Regions from separate parts of the Arabidopsis thaliana genome. Here region 1 is linked to region 2. Evidence: chromatin contacts called from public ChIA-PET data. All regions are on one chromosome and are shown on one strand. The core of a region is the stretch at or near the end of the contact, and the rest is flanking DNA. Distances in the headings are between cores, read along the strand shown.

Region 1 (2,700 bases), core at 15-2,514, 34 kb after region 2:
TAAAATTACTAAATTAATATGAGGTTAGGTAGCAAACATGTAAAATACAATACAAGTAAATTTTTAGTCTTTATGGATTAATGACTATTGATAAAAAATTTTAATAAAATAAGTAGAATAGAATGAAAGTAGTACTTGATACATTAGTATGATTTTTTATTTATTAATGTTTTTAGAAAATTCATTCAAGGATGAGATTAATGGAGAATTTAACACAACAAAAGACTTTTGATTTTTTCTCAATTAGTTTTACTAGTTTTTTAATTAATTAATGTAGAATGATACATGTCATTTTCTTGTGTGATGATGTGTCATTTATATGAAGAGAGTTGACCAACTTTCACATATATGATTGCTTTGTTATCTTGTATTTTCTTTCCTCCTCTTATATATGAAGAGTTATTGAATTGATTCTTGTATATTTCACTGAATGATACAAAGAACTTGTCTTAGAAGAAGAGGTTTGTCAGATGATGGCAGCGTCGTAGAGCCTGTGTGAGTTATTGATAATCTTGAACCATCAGCAATGGTAACTGCGTCATGACCATTGTAGGGTTGATGTTGAAAGAGATGTTGGAAATTAGATGTGATGTGGTGCGTCGCTCCACTATCGAGTAGCCATGGTGAGGCAGCGTGTGCTTGTGGCACAGAATGGAGTTGAGGTAACTGGTTTAAAGCGTGTAATTGGGTGCATCGTTTTGCACCATGCCCATAGACACCACAAATTTGACACCTAGTTGGAAATTGTCGTAGTGGTGAAAAGCCAGGAGGAATGAGTGGCGCCTCCGTATGAAGAGTTTGCCTGTTGCGTGAAAATGCATGATTGGCAGTGACTGAGAATTCCATTGAATGATAGATGAAACAAGAGAAGAAGAATAGATGGTGACTCGGGGAAAAAAAAAGTTAGGTTTTTAGAGATCTTTGCTCTGATACCATATGAAGAGTTATTGAATTGATTCTTGTATATTTCACTGAATGATATTCTTACAACTTATATACACAGCCCAAGGCTTAGCTAGAGTAATTACAGAGAATATTGAGACATTAATGAAGAACTCAATTACAGGAATTTGACGTGTGAAGGAGAATCAGATTATGCACTTTCCTTAACACTCTACATTATATAGAGTTTTGAGGCTTAATTTTAATGAAAGTATTAAATTTGTCCAAAAAAAAAAGAAAAACAAATATGGAAATGTTGGGTTGGTATAAGCCAAACCGGAAATCTCTATACCAAAAACAAAACCGAAAAATTCATGAAAGAGAGTTTTATTCTTTCAGACTTCTGGATTCCTCTAGAGAAGCTGAGAAATACCAATTTTTCTTCTATACATGTCGCTTCTCCTAACTTCTCCAGAATTTTATTATTGTCTCTGCTCAAAGCTTTCACTTGCCGTTGAACAAACGAAGAATGGAGGAGAACGAGCGCTTGTCGATGAAGAGGAAAGATATTGACAGAGTAAACGATGACTTCTCTGATTTTTCCCTCTCTTCTCCCGCCAGGAAGATTCGTCGTCTGGTAAATTCTCTTTCTGAGTTGCTGAAAACCCTAGAATTCGTCTTCATGATGATGATGATGATGAATTGGTGTTATATTATGTTGATTCAGGATGTGGATTTGCCACCGATTATGGAGGAAGAAGAGATTGATTTACCGATGCAAGATACGGTCGCGGAAGAAATCGAGCTTGAGCCGGTTAACGATGAGAGAGCAATTGTTCTATTTAAGCCTCTTCATTATCATCAGCCTTCTTCTGGAAACGTATTTGTTGATCGACACTTGATTTCTGGGTTTAAGAGTAAGTTTCTTTCAACTTTCATCAATTTGTTCATGTTGTGATTGAAGCAATGGTTCATGATTAGGTATAACGTTGTTGTTGAAGTGTATTAGTGATGATTCTTTTGAACTTTCTTTAGTAATGAGATAAGTTTCAGTCTATGATTGTTAAAGGGCTTGTAAGTTAACTTTAGAAACTACTATGTCACAACAATGTCTTAGCTCAATAAGTTAAGAGTATCTTCTTTATTTTGAGATATCTCCATAAGTTTCAGTAAACAGTGCAGATAATCTAGTTTATATGGTATGAGCTCATATAGTTTTATATGTTGAACAGATTGTCATGTTAACTGGGAAATTATCATAGATATTATGAGGATTTTGCTGTGTCTTAGTGTCAGATTTTGTTCTGGTTCGTTTTGTTTGTTTGCCTTTAACTTGTGATCCAGAATGTTGACTAAATACAGACGGTTGTGTCTAAATTCTGAATGTTAACACTTGTGCAGATAGATTTCTTCGCGATGTATCGATAGCTGATGATAATCAGTATGAAGATGAGAGATTAAACAAGTGTCAAGCTGTTGTTTGCTGGAATCCGTCTCAGTCTACTTACTCACAGTCCATAGGAACCTTCCAACAACCGCGGACACTAGAGATTACTGAGTTGGATGAGACAGGTGAGGATGTGGTAATGGATGATGCATCCAATGAGATAGAAGAGGATACTGGAAGCACCAGTCTATCTTTCCCTCAGCAAGGACAGCAGCAAGAGCAAGAGCACACCTATGGTTTTGGCTTGCATCCGTGGCAGCAAGCGCAAAACTGTATGATTCCGCAGCTTCCTCAAGTCAGTACTACTCCCACTCCCATCACTTGGTTCCGATGATACGGCTTAACCACGGGAAAACTGAATAGGGAATGCA
Region 2 (2,700 bases), core at 116-2,615:
AAGGAACATGTCTGCAACATCATAAAAAGAAAAGCATTACGATAGAGACACATAAGTTTTTACTTACATGAAACAAAAGAATTCCCAATACACCATAAGCTAAAGGCAATGCAGCATCTACAAATGGATACAGCAGCTCCATATCAGGTGGTTCAACAGCATTTGGATCGGTGAAATACTTTACCACCTCAGGAGGTAAGCGGTTAATCTGTTAAATCAAGTAACTTCCATTATTGCATTAAAGAATAACAGATCAACGACATCATGATGTTCGTGCTTTAGCGAAAAACATGTACCTGAGAAGCAATTCCTAACTCCACAGAGGAACCAATAGTCAAAAGAAACAATATTAAAGCAATCACATACTGCCAGAGTGTAGTTGGTCCAGGCTCCGAAACTTCTTTACGAAGCAAACCAAAGCTAACACGAGCACCACCGCGAGGATCAGGTCCTTCTGAGTTAGGCTCCTCAATCATGAATAAATTATATTTATCACTAGCAACTTCAACTAGTTTTCTCTGAAGTTTTGCAAAAACATCTTCTTTCTTTCCTCTCAAGTTCCCAAGAAAGAGAATTCCTTCCCCAAGGTCCCCAAATGGCTCTTCTTTCGTCACCCAAAATGTCGAATAACCGAAAAGTTTGTCCTTTATTAACTTGACATCTGCAGGATCTACTTTCTCTGGTCCAAGAAGCTCCATTAGCTTAAACGAATCTATTTGGAAGCTACTATATGTTGGATCAATAGTTGATGGCTGAGGAAAAAGACACAAACTTGTACTCTTAGTAACACAGTGTTTAAGAGATTGATACTAATAACCAAAATACAACCTACGAAATCGAGCAATTTCATAAAATGTGTTACAGTCCCTTCCTTGAACTCAACGTTTTCAATTTTCCATTAAAAAGATTTGCTTTTGATTTTGGTAACCACCAAACAGGACAAAACAGAACATAAGTCAGAGATAATTGTGTGTGTGTGTACCATTGAAGTCTTGTCGGAACCGAACTCGTTGCTGCTGCTAGTAGTAGAGCTACTCTTACTTGTCTCTTCATCTTCTTCTTCAAACGTTGCCGTTTTAACAACCGAAGACTTGTGGGTTTCTCCGTTTTCTCCGATACTGTCGTCTCTGTTACTGTTTTCGTCATTGCCTAAACACTTTGCAATCCTAAATCTATGAGAATCCTCTGTAGAAGAGAAACAGAGTCTCTTTTGCCATTTGGGCAGAGTTGTAATTGTTGTCTTAATGTTTTCCCGGTGAAATGATCGGAATCTAATGTTAACGGCAGCGGCAAAAGCGACGCTGGTGAGAGTCCCCATTGGAGTGGAGAGAGAGAGAGAGATAAGGGAAACGTTTATGTGGGAGCGCTTTAAAGATTGGATTATCTTCTACCGGTTTTGTACCGGTTTCATTGGCCATTTTGATTTCGGTTTACTATCTTTGGCTTCAAATATCGGTTTATCTTTACCGGTTTCATACAATTGACACATATATTCCACGATATCGATACCGGTCTATTGAATCATCAATCACCTCAAATAAATGGTTAAGTGATTTAGTTCGAATCGGTTGAATGACGAAGGATAAGTCATGAGTCATGACTAAGTGAAATAATCAAGAAACTTAGCCAAGCGAGGATGGATGGTCAAGTGGTTAAGTCATAAAGGGAATGTTTTATGTATGATCAGACTGTCATGTTGGTTTTGGACTTTCTTTTAAGAGCTGTACGTAAAGATTCGTGCACAGACCATACCGGTTAGGGTATAAGATGAAAAAGTATATTGTAGGCAAAATCTCCATTTATTTGATGAAAAAGTAATTTGTTCAAGTATCCAGTATTTGAGGTCTACATCGAGTTATCTTTACCGGTTTCATACAATTTATTTGAGGTTAAAATCTCACTTTGAGAAATTGTTCAAGTATCCAGTACTTTAATAAGATGAAAAAGTATATTGTAGGCAAAAATATCTTGATTTTTAGCAATGTAGCATTACTACATATTTCTTTGGAAAAAAAACTATCTTTTTCTAGCATAGATTTCTTCATATGTGGTATGGTTTACTTTTATTATAAATAAAAAAATCGGAATATTCGATATTTATCTTTGTATATACACAAATACAACTATATTTTAAAGGTTTTAACTATACGGTTTGAAACTGTTACTGTTAATTAAAAGTTACAGTAAGTATATCTTTTTAATCCTACTAATCTATTTTACAGTTACGGTTTAGAAACGGTTCGGTTACGATCCTAAATAGTGATTTTGATGATGCCTAAAAAACATGTTTGGTTCTTTGTTTTCAATAAGCCGGGACTTGTTTGGTTTAATTATATTTAGCTTTCTTTAATTCTTAACCGGAATTTAGTTTTGTTTTCAATTAGCCGGGACTTGTTTTATTAATTAATTCTATTTATTTATTAATTTCAGATTTATTAAAGAGTAAATTTGGAAAAATGCCCTATTTTTGAGTTTTCATTTGAAAAATACCTTCTCTTTTTTTTCTTTTTAAACAATTAATTTTTAATATACAAAATTACTAAAATAGTCTCATTAAAATTTAAGAATAACTGAAAAACGTTTTTAACTTAAAACAGAAAAAAAAATCATAAATTAAAATTTGATGTATTTAATAATTTTAAGAATAATTATTATCTTAAATATTTTTAAACAAAATTTTGTCTAAAAAGTAAAAAATAA

What was found. ChIA-PET counts read pairs in DNA pulled down with a chosen protein or histone mark.
Region 1: a contact with region 2 is called in an H3K4me3 ChIA-PET map of shoot, with 12 read pairs. The contact joins the promoter of AT5G35320 here to the promoter of EGY1 in region 2. A contact is called at or near these places in 12 of 26 Hi-C or Micro-C datasets (callus, cotyledon, leaf and 4 more), 2 of 2 datasets of contacts at active chromatin or transcription factors (seedling and shoot) and 1 of 3 other capture datasets (seedling).

Annotation. Positions count from the first base shown.
Region 1 is chr5:13,520,482-13,523,181 of TAIR10.1, forward strand. AT5G35320 (DBH-like monooxygenase) reads left to right here and starts at 1,265. Exons shown (of 3, transcript NM_122923.3): 1 at 1,265-1,519; 2 at 1,610-1,799; 3 at 2,284-2,700. The coding sequence starts at 1,412. The coding sequence ends at 2,663. It also overlaps the pseudogene AT5G35310.
Region 2 is chr5:13,486,229-13,488,928 of TAIR10.1, forward strand. EGY1 (Peptidase M50 family protein) reads right to left here and starts at 1,366. Exons shown (of 10, transcript NM_122913.4): 1 at 983-1,366; 2 at 297-752; 3 at 68-208. The coding sequence starts at 1,318.